2 separate regions of the Bombyx mori genome follow, and region 2 is linked to region 1. A link is a contact called in public Hi-C data. All regions are on one chromosome and are shown on one strand. Each heading gives the region's core, a stretch centred on a gene start, on an enhancer-like site or on the middle of the called end of the contact. The rest is flanking DNA. Distances are from core to core; before and after follow the strand shown. Region 1 holds the start of COPD (coatomer protein complex subunit delta). Region 2 overlaps LOC101744691 (heterogeneous nuclear ribonucleoprotein U-like protein 1).

Region 1 (7,828 bases), core at 3,406-5,905:
CTTTTATAAGATAATACTCCCATAACGCGGGACCAAACTACCGCGTTATAGGGAGGATTACTGTACTTTTCCTCTTTTTTGTTGATAAAAGATTAGCATGTGAACTATCTGATGGTAATTGGTTACAGTTGGTGGTGGTTAAGGTCAAGAGCCGCGGCTTAACTTACTATTTTAATAAGGATAGGAAGATAGATTCGGAACTTTGGTTTCTTTTTAAAACTTGGGTGTTATTTTGTTTATCGCCATCTTGCTTATTCATATCACCATGTAGAATGTAGGAGAATCGTTATACAATATAATTCCGATTAGAACTAATGCCTTAGGGTGGGAAAATGGCATGTATGTTGTTAATACGCGTGATATTCACTTGCCAATAACATGATCATTTAGAAAAAAAAAGCTATCATATTATTGTCTTTGATTTAATTATATAAAGGAGATAGATTTATTTGAACGATAAAACATCGATTTAACTTTATATTAATATATTTTATGTATCGAAATGTATAAATCTTCATCGTAAAATGTGTAAATCGATTAGTTTATGGGCGTCCCCCGGAGACTCCGAAACGGCCGGACCGATTTCGAGGAAATTTTCAGTAAATCATCAGATTGGCCGGGCGAGTGATCCTGTGAAGTTCCGTAGTGATCGGGTCGAAATGAGATCAAAGATCGACAAGCACAGCGGCCCGGATTGTGGTCTCTTTAAAAAACAACTGGTAGGACGTTTTGGGAGTCCGCAAGTTTAGGTACTACAACCCCTTTTTTTTTCGGGCCGGGGGCCGAACCTCCTACGAGGTCCCCGCGCCTAGGCGGTATGTGGGACTTGACGATCTGCAAGGTGTTGGGAGCAAACCGCGGGCGCAAGGAATTTTAGGGCCCACCCACTAAACGACTCGCCTAATTTCTGCCGTGAACCAGTAATGCATTACAATTTGAAAATTGGGACAGCCAAACCGTAAAAACTGAGACCTTAAACTCATGTCTCAAGATATATGGCAGTATTTATATCGTAAATAGGGCTCTGGTAACCACGTAACACCAATTAAGCCGTAAGGGACTAACCATTCGTCTAATACACAAAAAAAACCTACAGTCTTGCCAGATTAATAAATATGGAGGCCGTAAAAAGAGCGGCAATCTGTCAAAATCAATGAAAACCTTTGTGGTGTAGTCGTAAATAAAAATCAACACGATATTTTTCGTTTTACGACTGCACGTTACAGCTATAACAATACCGTTCATAATTATCGTAACATCATTTACGTTCGTTTCTCGTGAAAGCAATCAGAAACAAAAGAATTACGTGGACTGGTCTAATATAAATACAATGTGTGCTTCTTGTAATCATTGTTCTTACAATAAATAATCTATTTGTATTTAATTAAAACGAAAACTATAAGGCAGAACTACCTAAATAAGTACTTTTAGCTATTGATAAGAAGATGGCGGTATGCGATCACTTTTTTTTTTTTTTTATCGATTTCAGGGTCCAGACGTGTCAGTCAACAAATATGCCGCCACCCGCCAAACGGCAGTCCTTAAGAAGAAACGAAATAGAGTCACGATACTATTCCTACTAATACCACTAGTTTCTTTACAAATATAAATGTGATTAAAACAAATTTTACGGAAGTCACGAGTCGTCCATGACTGTTAAATGAAACCGTAAAATTAATTTTAATTATCGCACCTATATTTGGAGAAAATACAAATTTTATAAATCGACTTTCCCTCCAAGAGAGTAATGGCATAGTTTTATGCATAATAAAGTGACGTCATTATTCACTGTAGTGTGTTTTCTGTAGAAAAAAATCAAATTAGGTTCTAACTTTCGTATTTCAAAACAGATTTTTTAATTATGTATATTTATCGCTCACTTGTTTGATTAAATAAAAAATAATTAGTCTGTGAATTAGGTTAAGCTTTCAGAAACCGTAAAAGTAGTTATAATTTATTTTATTCTTTCCTAACTGGGTAACCTAGGTGGTTATGCCAGCAAAACCAAGTGCGTAGGAGAGTTCACGAGGCTTTAATCTGAGGACGTTGCTAGCAATATTCTTAGCAAGAGCAGTGCTTCGCAGCATCTACCACCAGATCGGAAACGCGATTCAGTAAATCTGGGGGCTATAATTTTGTCTAACACTAGGAAAAACTGAAGAAAATACTAGGTCAATTTTATTTTTACGCAGTTTTATTGGAGATGTTTAAATGTCCAACAGTTTTAATACCTTTTTTACAATTACTACATTCGTTGATGGTAACAATTCTTGTTTGCTTTATTTCAACATTTCTCCAGTCAATTTTAAAAATATCACTATCAAATTAGCGTATGATAAATTACACGCTGACACAGTGCTTGAACATCTACATTTCGGAAATAAAAGAACACATTTACGGTGCAGTCTACAACACTAAATGAGCTGTCCCAAGAATTTTTGTACTTTATCTAAAAAATTTTTGATAACAGTAACAGAAATTTACAAATCATCTTGGAGTATATAACAACATATTTGCAGAGGGAGGGACCATCTATGCCTATTTCATCTTACCTTACCTATTTATCATTGCATTAAAGTTTACCAAGCTTGGTTGAGATATCAATTCAGTTCCAGTAATTAAGATTATTAGCACTGAATTTCGAGTTGACAAATTCATTGAATATATTTAAGAATTCAAGTTTCTTTTTTTTTCCAAAGTGTGGTATGATCCAATTATTAAAAAAATTCAAAGGAACATTATTCATCAATTAAGCATGCAATACTGATTAACATATCATAACTGATGTTATATTTAAAGTATACTTGGTAAAGAAACAGGATAAACCCAGTTTTTTATCTTAAAAGGGTATTGTATATTGATAAAACGACAGTAAACATAAAAATCATTGATAAAAAAATCCAACTTTAGTATTCATTTATTACTTCAGCTCAAATAGTGTTGATGACACTATATAAAAATAATGAACATGCTAACTACGTTAAACACATATGTCTTACGAAAGGTCTGTTATCGTAGGGCTCCTCTTGAGATATTGTTGGGGAGCGTAACAGTGGGTCGCGGTCGCCTGACTCTTCACCGCGGCCCGCTGTGGCCCTTCGTTCAGTTTGGGCACTGCACGTGTCACATCTCCTCATTTCTACACATAATCGCCACTACGGACTGTAAATTTTGCCCTCGAATATTTGCCGATTAGGTTTAAGCCTAAGGTTTTTTTTTTTGTGAAATATTTACTTTTAAGCCTTCATCTAGTTGAATTATAATTTTAATCAAATGAAGGTATGTTGAAATTGAACTGAAAATTATACCTGATAAAAATTAATAAAATATTTTTTACTGTCATTCTCCTACGTTCTGTAAAAGAACATCAAACATCTAAAACTCATTCAAAAGTAAAATATTAATAAAGATATTATTATGTCAACAGCATGCAAGTACCTCATTGTCACTGTCAATCAAAGATGTTTCTTCCATTAGAATAAAACTAAGACCAACTACAAATGTGTAAAATCTTGAAAAATAATTACTTGCGTACGTATTAACAGAGATAATCGCTTTTGACTAATGAAATTGAACTATCAAAACAAGACTGACTTTTCGTCTGACGATTATCACTGTTTCGGCACGAAATCGTCATTGTATGCAAATTAAATTGTCTGACCATTAGCGAATATAACGTAGATAAGATTCAAAGACTCTAGCATGTGTCCTGTCGAGTTATAGCTACGAAAATATTTCAAATTCACTTACTACGGTTATTTGGCTTCTTTGATGTGTAAGCAAATTCCGTATACATTAACCGGCCGCGTCACAATGTAGCCTCCATTGTGAGCATAATACATGAATGAACAATAATATGTAATTATTATTTAAAAAAAAATATTTTTTTAATTTACTGATAATTTATGAACAATTATCCTCAACGTGCCTTGATTTACAGCATAGATTATACACTTAATGATTTACAGACACTGACTTTTGACATTTAAGCACAGATTACTGAAATTTATATTTTGACTACTTAGTATTTATACTAGGTATGTTCCTCTTGTAATTGTCATTGACAAATAATCTTTGACAGTTTAGATGAGATCTTTTCTTTGTCTAAGTTATAGCTGGGTTTTTTCATAAACCAAATCTTAGCAGTTAGAAATGTTGGATAAAAATTGTTTAATCCGAACTATTTTGAATGACTTCCCTGTGAATTACTCTCTAACACCAAGTTCACCAATTATCTTTATCTAGAATTGGCAGTTAACCATAGAGGCTTTTTGGCGGGAACGCTAGGAGTGAAGTTGTGTGATTTGTTTTATTTTGTCGATTTAGTGTTTCTTCAGGTTTAATTATGTAATAACGGTGGTTTATTAACTGCTTAGTATCTGTGAAAGTGCACAAATATGGGAAAATCAAACAAAGCCGCTGAACGTAACTTCTCGGGATCCTCCAAAAAGTCCACTAAAATTCCACTAATTTTACTGAGATTATATTTCATACCATATTATCTCATTTCATCCCAGTTGATTAATGTCTCAAACATGGTCTAACCATAGTCTAACAAAATACTGTTGACGTTTGCTGTCAAATGGTCAACACGTCACCTCATCGTGTGTGTTGTCAAATTTGTGGAAGCCTATCCTAAAATATTTTGGTGTGTTTTATGAAAATTAGATATAAGAATATAAAAACAAGATGGTATGTAACGTTAAATAAAATTAACGTACACTCTTCATCATACATTCCATAAATCCCATTGTTTTAATTCTATTCCTGTAGATATTATTGTGTTCCCGGTCAGTGTTTACTACTGAAATCATATGTATTTTCATGTTATTTCAGGTACTTATAGCCGCTACAGTTTGTACGAAGTCAGGCAAAGGTAATTTATACTACCGATATGTGCTTCAACTACTGACATTTGATACTTTTCATAATATTATTTTAATGTAATATAGTACTTTACTTGTCTATTAATGATGTTCCACTTATTTAGCTCTGGTGTCCCGCCAGTTCGTCGAAATGACAAAAGCTCGCATCGAAGGTCTACTGGCGGCCTTCCCTAAACTAATGACAGGAGGACGGCAGCATACATTTGTAGAAACAGAGTCCGTCAGGTATTTATCATTAACAAATTTTCATTAATATTCTTTACGATGAGTTATTCTTTCTTTTATACCAATGACGAATGTTGTTTATAAGCATACCATTATATTCATCTAATCAATAAATAAGAACTAAAAGTGTAGTGCATTACCCATTACTGCTGTGAATCAGTGTCATATGTCTATTTTGAAAGTTGTTATAATGTACAATAAAGAGTTGAACATTGTGTCTTAAAATGAGTAGCAACATTGTTATTGTCGTTTATATCTATGGGAACTATACACCACAGGAGACATCAGTTTACTCACCTATATGCTGTACAATTATATATAAAGCAAGTTAAAAATTTTTGATACAAAATTATGTCTGACTAAATTTTTTACCACTTTCAGATATGTCTACCAGCCACTAGACAAGTTGTATATGTTACTGATCACGACAAAGGCTAGTAACATCCTGGAAGATCTGGAGACATTGAGACTCTTCAGCAGAGTGGTAAAATATTATTAATCGCATTAAATTTTTATTTATTTAGTACATATATAGTGATAACGACATTGCAGATTGTATCAGTTACAAAAATTTCAGTAGTTTTTTCAGTATTCATTAAAATGAGGGAGGGGCACGGATGTAAACAATTTAAAATTGTACACAAAAGTTCATAGTGCAAGTAATTTTGCACAATTATAGCACAAAATAAAGAACAGATCTGTGGTTCACATTAGGCAAATCAAATAAACTTACATGAATGGGCAAAGAAAAACACTTGAACACTGTATTCTTTGGTATGTCAATTGATTTTGATAAAAAATAATGTTTAGTAACAAATTTTAGTATTATTAATAAACAAATACAAAATATGTACTTGTAAAATAACAAATGTTAGAGTACTGTGTACTCATATTTTGTGTTTTTTTTAGTTTTTTTTAATTGCTTAGAAGGGTGGACGAGCTTACAGCCCACCTGGTGTTAAGTGGTTACTGGAGCCTATGAGGGCTTATGCCAGCATACCCGGGGAGTATGTCGCTAACACTAGCCCTAGCAAGAGCAGTGCTTCGTAGAGTCAATCATTCTCTTATTGTGTGAAACGCATGACAAACTAAGGTTAATCTTTAAAATCTTTTACTGAGCGAATGATATTGCTATGAATATTGACTTTAAGAATCTTGTCGTTCAGAACTTGTGATGCCAGATTATCATGAAAATGTTCTTAGCCTGATTCAGTGTTTTTGTCTTATATTTTTTATTTTACAATTGCTACTGCTATAACGGTTGTCACTGCCAGTGGACATGGGCAACACATGCAACAATATCCACCACTAATGTTCATAAGAAGTCTCATTTAACAATAACAATTTATAACATAAAATTTTTAGGTTGTTGGAGCTGTTTTGCATGCAAAAATAGCAAGTTATCGGTGCTTATTATTTTCTTTCTAGGTACCAGAATATTGTGTACAGCTCACAGAAACTGAAGTCTTGAACCAGGCCTTCAATTTGCTATTTGCTTTCGACGAGATTGTCGCTCTTGGGTACAGAGAAAGCGTCAATCTAGCGCAGGTATGTGTATAAGACAGATGAATTTGATATTGTTACGCCGGTAAGAGTAACGCCATCTATCATCGAATAGCAGAAACGAATATCAAAAGAACTAGTAACATCGAGAGCGCTCGAAATGTGTAACGCCATCTATTATCAAATAGCGGTAAAACATATCGAAAGGAGTCGTCCTGTTGGAAATGTTCTCGATAATTGTGGATTTGTCGTATCGACTATAAAAGCGTTGCAGAGATGACATGAAGGCAGTTTAGTTAACGGTTCTACGGTGAATAGCAAATTGTAAAGTGTTCCTTGAATGTTCTAAGAGTTAAATAGACTTTTAATTTGTACTTCGGTAAAAGATTTATCCCGAGCCTCAGCGCGTAGCAATATGACAGATATATTCAATTCAACTCTTAAGCAGTAATGCGTTTCGGTTCGATGGATGAAATAGCCGCCATACTATTGAGATGTAGACCTCATGTCTCAAGGTGGATGTCAGAATTCACATTATGATATCCACGGCATCTAGTAATCACGAAAAGGTTGGCCGTGAGATCGTTTACCGATTTTCTACATTGCCCTATATAGTCTTGAATTTAAATTTTGCGAATTTTTTTGTTTAAGGTCCGTTCGTTTGTTGAAATGGACTCTCACGAGGAAAAGATTTATCAAGCCGTAAGGCAGGTACGTGTATAAATTTAATAATGTTTTTAATTTTCTTTCTATTGTGATATTCGTCTATAGACAAATTATTCAGCTCACTGTTATTTGATCGGAGTTTCCTGTAAATCAATGTTCCATAAATACGTCCGTGGGTCGCGTGAGTTTAGCAACAACTGGCCTTGGGTTGCCACGTTTAAATAAAAATCATTATAATTTACCTACATGTTTATATTTTTTGTTATTTATATAAAATTAATACAACTGATTAATAAGAAAAGGATTCTCTTAAAATATTTAGGTATCAAGTAAATCCAGCATTTTTTTTTATAAGTTCCTAAATTTTTCTGTGCTATGTGAACCACAGACTAATATATGTTGATATATACGCCTACAAAACACCCAGAAAAATAACAAACAAATGTGTTCATCACACGAATATATGTGGGATTTGAACTCAGGACCCTCGTCCCCGTAGACGGAAGTGCAACCACTGTGCTGTGTATCCGAGTCATTCAACTAGTTAC
Region 2 (7,828 bases), core at 1,834-4,333, 49 kb before region 1:
GTAACAGCGGGGAATATACTGGTTCTTATGATCAACTATTTACTATTTACTTCTACTACTACAGACATTCTGTCCCTACTGTATTTATTTGAAGGTGTTAAATTTACTCCCAAATTGTCCCAATATTCTATTTTATTTTGTTAATTTAAGACTAATTGACAGGTGATCCTCATGGTGGGGCTGCCTGGATCTGGAAAGACCTACTGGGCCAAGAACCACTGCGACACAAACTTGGACAAACGCTACAACATTTTGTCTACTGGTGCTCTCTTTGATAAGATGAAGGTATGGAAAATATATAGTAATATATTTTTATATTTTAAAACAGACATGTTCAATAATTCTTGTTTGTACCTAACAAGAAATGCTGATAATATCTATATTGAAATATATTTACTAAATGTACAAGGACAATATTAATAACAACAACCATAATTTGTGCTTGAATGACATTAATTATTATTATAAAATTTAGTAACAGGAGCATAGGGCTCTTGCTGTATTTTCAATTCAGTAGCTAAGTTGTAAATCATTGGTTCTCAATGTGGAATGAACTCCCGAAAAAGAATTGTGAGGATCTAGTCAATCAGTCTTACACAATAAAATACAAAATTCACAAGATTGAATTTGAAATTGATTAAAATTCAGCATTGTTTATGTGTAATGTTTTCAAAGTTATTTTATAAATGAATTGCAACTTTGATCTCACATAACATGACAACTATGGACATAACTTTTACTATAATACTATTTTATATTGGTTAGTGTACATAAAGTATGTCATTTTAATCAGGTACTTTTAAGCTATCATATGTTAGTATTTGTTCTTTTGTTTTATGAGTATATGTTGATCCAGGTGGACTGTAAACCATTCCGCGCGACCTTCGAAGGCAGGTGGGACGCTATGGTCTCCAAGTGCGCTAAATGCGTGCTTAAATTGCTGGAATTTGCGCGTGACCGAAAAAGAAATTATATTTTAGATCAAGTGAGTTTTGTTCATATTTTGTTGTTTCAACAAAACATGATTATTCATAATGTTATGGTGTATACTAAACATTCCTATTATCACAGAGTTTTTTAATTGAGATTCTGTTGTAGACGAACAGATCTTATAATGAATATGTTTTATTCCATATCATGGTTACGTCGTTGCGGCTGATTTGCTACGCACCGTCTGCACGGTTTGGGTGAAAACAGACCAACGTATACCCGTCGGCTCAAAGACGCAAAATGAGAGAGTTCGAGGGATACCGACGCGTGGCCGTCTGCATACTGCCTCGCGACGAGCAGCGAGCCAGAGCTACCTCTTCCGACTCCAAGGACGTGCCAGACGCTGCGCTACTCGACATGAAAGGTCTCTACTACATTTACATCAGAAGCTCTCAAACAAATTGTGTCTACTGCCCACTTTGAGAATAAATTCTATTTTAGCGCCCCCATTTTTTCACCTACTTACAAACCACTATAGCGAGAGTTCAGTCGGTGTCTAAGAGTCCTAGATGAAATTATAAATCACCTCCCAAGCCTCTACACAACGTCCCCATTTTTTCTGGGTCTCTTACCCGCCCCCCTTGGGTCATCAAGCGCCCACAAGGGGGCGTTATCGCCCACTTTGGGAAAGGCTGATTTACATTCATCCACGGTCACTTTCTATCACCGCTGGTTCTCTTTCTCACTGTCACGCTTGCACTCCACAGCCAACTTCACCGCGCCCGAGAAGTGCTCTTGGATAGATGAGGTGATCTATCCGGAGCTACCTGAAGAAGAAGCCAAAGCCGCAATCGAGGCTTACCACAAGGAAGCGAAAGCGGCGGGCGCGGGCCGGGAGCGCGAGAAGCGGGAGCGCTCGGACGCGCGGGAGGGGCCGCCCGCCAAGCGCCCCCGGGAACACGACAAGCGACACGGCCGGGAGGACCGCGGCCGTCCGACGCGGGACTTCAGCCGGGACCGAGGTGAGCCCACGATAAAAATCTATACCAGCGGTCGGGGAACTTTTTTAATTATTACCCCAAAATATTTTTGTGTAAGTTGGTATTACACCATGGTAAAGAAGAAAAAAAAACGAAATCGCTTCTTTTTAGCATCTTTTATTTTAAATATAGCTTGATAATTGCCCATGATAATTTTGAAAAGAAAACAATAACTAAAAAATTAATTTAAACATCATTTATTTAATTTATCAATGTAATACCTAGTACGGTAATAATAGTAATATATGTAATATACAGTTGAGGAAAAAAATCACCCCCACAGAAAATATAAGTAAATGATAATTTCTTGTTATTTTATAATTCATATGATATTTTTCTTGTATCTTTTAATTGAAATGATTTTTTTTGGAAAAATAAAAGAATAAATTCTAAAGTAGTTGCACTTAAATATACACTTTTTATTCACAAAAAATTCATTTTTACCCCCCAAAATTTCATTTTACCCCATTAGGGGTAATTTACACCGGTTCCCCGACCGCTGATCTATACTAAAATATAAATCTACAGTGGTTTTTACGGATGTTCCTTTATAACTACTGAACCATGCATCCGATTGACTTGAAATTTGGCATCCATGTAGAAAAATACATGTACTTAATTAATAGGCTAATATTTATATGAGCGTTGGACTCCCTACACCAGTTGCGAGGGCGTTAATGATGAAAATCTTTGAATCGTGAGAAATAATAATGTTAATTTTAAATGCCCAGCGTAATGGACGGGTACAGCTAGTCAGCTATAAACTTTTGAAATACCACAGATTTGAGTTGAAACTTGAATTCAGTTAAAAATACTATAATGTCAGCGGACAGCGGTGCGGGGTTGCGGTTCTACACCGTGCGCTTCGTCACTTCGTGTAGCAACGCCACCCGCGACACTTGATTGTTACTCTTTTCATAAATTGACCAAATATTACACACCTTTCGTGACCCCAGAGCAATCGAAAACAACATTATACAACGGACTATAAAACTGCTCATAAAGTATAATAAACAAAGATAATAATAATAAACAAGTGCTTGGACTGCCCATGACTGCTCTGTTAAGAACTGACTATGATGAGAGTATATAAAAATATTGTCTCCTCCTTGCGTCGGTTTCCTCATTACTGAGGGTCGTGGTCATGGCCTTGAAACAGTTTGTTTTTTATAATGCACAGTCATCTGCTCCTATCTGCAGCTGAATGCAGAGCATCGTGCACTGTGGTATCAAGGGCTGCACGAATCTGGTCCGTCCAACGAGTCGGGTTCCTGCCTCTTGGTCGCACTAATCTGGTCCGTCCAACGAGTCGGGTTCCTGCCTCTTGGTCGCACTAATCTGGTCCGTCCAACGAGTCGGGTTCCTGCCTCTTGGTCGCACTAATCTGGTCCGTCCAACGAGTCGGGTTCCTGCCTCTTGGTCGCACTAATCTGATCCGTCCAACGAGTCGGGTTCCTGCCTCTTGGTCGCACTAATCTGGTTCGTCCAACGAGTCGGGTTCCTGCCTCTTGGTCGCTTGCCCTCGACCTTTTCATTGACCACCAATTTCTCCAAGTTGTCACTGTCTTTCCTTGCAATGTGGCCAAAGTATTCAAGAATCCTTCGCAGGCAAATGGTGGAGAGTCTAGTCCGGATCTTGAATATTGTATGAACCTAAAATTAACAACATCTAAATAGTGCGGAAGACATACTTCATCATTATTTAGAATTAAACAATAGAAAAAAAAAACTAGATTAATGGCGGGTCAGCTTCGTTCATGTGATGTAAATGTAACTATTAACAGCATTTAGTTTTTTTTTAGAAAAACTTTAATCAACTGTTCATAGTATAATAGAATGTAGTAATAAGGTAATCTATGCAAATTTGTAGCTGACCCTAAAATACACTATAGATCAGCAGCTTTACTTACATTTACAAAAAATGAATAGAGAAATAATTGTTGGTAAAAATTTCATCTATGATATAATATGAAAATATTATGTGTTATCGGTTAATTGAACCCTCCTTGAGAAGGCTTACTAGATTTAGTAATGAACTACAGTTTTTTTTTTCAAATTATCCAATTTAGGCTTTTGATCCAAGCTTTAACTTTAGAATTCGTAAGTCACAGATAATATATATTATCATTTGAATGAACAGCTAATCAACATCTACCCAACTATTACTGAGGAAGCGTGTTGTGGATAATAATATGTACTTTTAGGTACCTTGCATTTTGATTTATATTACTAAAATAATGCATATCTTGTAACCGCCTGAGCATAATCAATAATAATTGACGTGTTTTTCTCCTGTAGAAGATCGCTGGGGTGGCGGAGGCGGCGGAAGTAGGTGGGGTGGCGGCGGTGGCGGCGGCGGCGGTGGCGGCGGCGGCGGTGGTGGTGGTGGCGGCGGTGGCGGCGGTGTTGGTGTTGGTGGAGGTGGTCGTGGCAGTAGATGGGGTGGACGACAACGCCCTGGGCCACCTACTACACCTCGCTTTGACCGCTGGGGACCACCACAACCCCAACGGTATTTATTTGTTTTTTTTCTTGTCTTTAATAATATCAGTAAATAGCTAATAAGTTCGATGGTGCTGAGCACTGATTGCATTGCATTATATGGCTCATATATTTGTTGCCACTTGGTACTTTTTTTAAATGTTATCATTTGAGCATAAACAACCTAATTTTCACAGAATTTTCAGTTTTATAGCGCTTTGGTTCTGATTTGGGTGATATTACTGTTCAACTGTAATTGATTGTCATTTATATTTCAGTGGCGGCGATTTTGGCCGTGACCGAGACGGATATCGCGGTGGGCGTGGTGGAGGCGGCGGCGGCGGCGGCGGTGGTAGCGGAGGAGGGCGACTTGACCGTCCCATGCCGCGCGGTCCCCCCGGGCCTCCCCCTCCCAACGCCGACCGTTTCAACCGCGACCGACCTCCGAGACCCATCGACAACAAACGTCCACCACAGGGACCTCCCGGTAATTGTTCTTCATCTTATAATATCAGTATCGACACTCATCACGGCCGCAAAATTTCTGACCTATAGTAGAATAATGTTGTCCGTGCAGTTTGGGTCATAAAAAATCGGAGGAGCGAAACGAGTATTTCACTCTCTTCCACTCACGAGCCTTATGGACGGGCTTAGTGATGCGCATTACTGTTGTCGATAAGCGTTATCGATAGTGTATTTAGTTTTGTCATTTTGTGGGTTAGTGATAAAAATGAAAGAAAGAATCACTAATCGAACACTTACACCACATATCGCCGCAGCAAGTTAACGAGAACGGCAGAAATTAACACTTTGTAACTTTTCGGGAGTTATTCTTATTGCAGTGCAAAATTTTAACACATTGTTGATAACAACACGTGCAAATATTATTTTGAATAAATTCTGCCGTTTTGATACAAAACAAAGCACTAAAGAAATTCAGAGAACGAATGCATAAAAACACATTACTCTTCTATATAATGTACTAATTTGCAGGTAAGTACAAATGACTTAACATAACAATGTCTCTCCACCCTTCGTATGCCGCCCCGTCGCCGTGTACCTGCCTTCGATGATTCATTTTTTTTATCGATAATGGCGTTGCGCCCGCTCACCGCCCTAGCCGGGCTATGTTTTATGACCGAAACTGCACGGACAAAATAATTCTACTATAGTCACCAATTTGGACGTGTTAGCTATCTGGTTTAGTCAGTCTGTTATGGTATTTTTTTATTGCTTAGATGGGTGAACGAGCTCACAGCCCACCTGGTGTTAAGTGGCTACTGGAGCTCATGGACATCTACGACGTAAATGCGCTACCCACCTTGAGATATAAATTCTAAGGTCTCAAAATTACAACGCCTGCCCACCCTTCGAACCGAAGCGCATTACTGCTTCACGGCAGAAATAGACAGGGTGGTGGTACCTAACTGCGCGGACTCACAAGAGGTCCTACCACCGGTAGAATTTTATTTACTAGTAAAAATTATAACCTTTATTCCAATATAGGTGGTGGTGGCAACACCAATATTGGAGGTCCAACTGGAAACAATACGGCCGGATCATGGCAACGCGGGAATAACAGAAACAACAATACCGGACCACCGCCGGCCGTGCCACGACCGAACAATCCGCCGAAGGCACAGGTTAGATGAATATTACTAAATTTAAAAAAAATCTAACAATCATGATCGATCGTCAATCATTAATTAACCTTAAATATCAACTGCTAAACGTTCGTTTACCACAAACCTGCAGTAACTAGTTAGAAATTGCCTGCATGTTCATTTAGCTTTTTGAATTGTAAATTAAATAATAAAAATCGTTTATTCCACAGTCAGTAAAATATAATTTTAAACAGTATTACAGCAGTTTACAGTAATGACTGTTAATAATTAAAACTGTGTTGCAGTCAAACAGATACATTCCATGCTGGTCTTTTTGTGTATTATATTATAATTAGAAGACTGAGCATTTTTCTCTAGTTACTTTTTTCAAATTTAATCATTAATGCAGACTTATTAAATGAATCCTGTAATGAAATTCTTAATAGGAAATATTTTCACCTTGTAATTTTTTTGTACAATTTTAATAATACAGGATGGTCCAAACACACAAAATCAAATGCAGCAGAACCAACAGAATCAACAGCAAGGTTGGAATCAGTGGGATGGAGGTTGGGGAGGTTGGGGCAACTGGAACCAGAATCAAGGTACGTACGATTTTAAGACTAGAATCATGTCTATAAATCTGTGTCTATGTCTATATCACTATAGATCATTAGTTACTACAACAAACGCAATATATTTCAAGCTATCCATTTTTTCTCCTTCACAATAATTTCAAATATTCTTAGAACTTTTTTATTAACATCACTCTTCAATTTTAACGAATCGTGATTCGGAAGTTTTTGTGGCAGATACACTTTTAAAGGAATATATAAATAAATTATTTTCACATATTTTGCATAAATTGCTAAAGGATTTACGAATAAAGGAAAGTATAAAAAGCTCAACTTAAAAAAATAATCAAAAATCCATGCTAGATTCACATTTAGATCTGGTATTTTTAATTGAGACTAAAATAAAATTAACTTATTTACAGTAACTTATTCACACTAAACACCAAAAATAAAGCAGTAAAGGCAAAAATTCTACACAAAACCTAAATTTTAACTAAAACATATATCGGCATGAAATTATGGAGTATGATTACGCAATGCTGTGTGCAATAATTACTGAACACAAATAAATTTCGAATTTAGTAATTTTAACAGGCTGTAACAACAATAACAACAAAAAAAATTACATCTATAGTTGTATTTCTCTAAAATTGCCTGAGTTAAATTGATTAAGTTCATGGCTTCAGGCATATGGCATACAGGCATACAGTATTTATAACTTTAAAACAACAACAAACAATCTTTAAAAATTTTTTTTTGGGTAGGTATTGTTATTGGTTCTAAATGCCATAATTTATTACATTACCAACAGGCTGGGGCCCGAACTGGGGTAGTTGGGCCAACTGGGGCAATCCTACGGGAGCAACTCAGTCTGGTCAGGGCGGCCAACAGTCTGCCTCTAGCGGTCCGACTGCACCAAGTGGACAAACTGGCAAACAACCACAACAACAACAACAACAGCAACAGCAACAACAGCAGCAACAACAGTGGCCTGCCAACTACACAGCGCAACAGTGGTATCAGTGGCAGCAATGGCAACAACAACAACAGAATTGGGCCAGGGTAAGGACTTTGTTTGTAATAGACAATGCAAACAGTGCTCTGAGGAATTGTTTGAGATGATTCCCTCATCTCCTTTTTATCATCGCATCTCCCGCCATCGGAGCAGAGTTCATCCATATAATCTGGAACCGCTGCG

The links. Hi-C and Micro-C count contacts between places; a contact is called where the count stands out from the background.
Region 2: a Hi-C map of midgut shows a contact between it and region 1, with 2.1 times the contacts expected there. The contact joins the enhancer-like site here to the promoter of COPD in region 1. A contact is called at or near these places in 3 of 7 Hi-C or Micro-C datasets (middle silk gland, midgut and whole pupa).

The regions. Positions count from the first base shown.
Region 1 is chr24:5,924,202-5,932,029 of ASM3026992v2, reverse strand. COPD (coatomer protein complex subunit delta) reads left to right here and starts at 4,655. Exons shown (of 15, transcript NM_001172723.1): 1 at 4,655-4,692; 2 at 4,837-4,876; 3 at 4,991-5,111; 4 at 5,493-5,595; 5 at 6,540-6,659; 6 at 7,266-7,325. The coding sequence starts at 4,690. It overlaps LOC101737185 (deubiquitinase DESI2), which reads right to left and starts at 3,969. Exons shown (of 9, transcript XM_021353407.3): 1 at 3,751-3,969; 2 at 3,000-3,139. The coding sequence starts at 3,796.
Region 2 is chr24:5,971,431-5,979,258 of ASM3026992v2, reverse strand. LOC101744691 (heterogeneous nuclear ribonucleoprotein U-like protein 1) reads left to right here. Exons shown (of 28, transcript XM_004923118.5): 18 at 163-285; 19 at 857-985; 20 at 1,198-1,354; 21 at 1,698-1,952; 22 at 4,269-4,482; 23 at 4,730-4,938; 24 at 5,958-6,094; 25 at 6,549-6,660; 26 at 7,442-7,692. Among protein-coding and RNA genes, the nearest start is that of LOC101744691, 20 kb to the left of the region's middle. Within about 2 kb of position 3,083, at least 4 of the 8 cell types and tissues checked have open chromatin away from gene starts, as enhancers often do.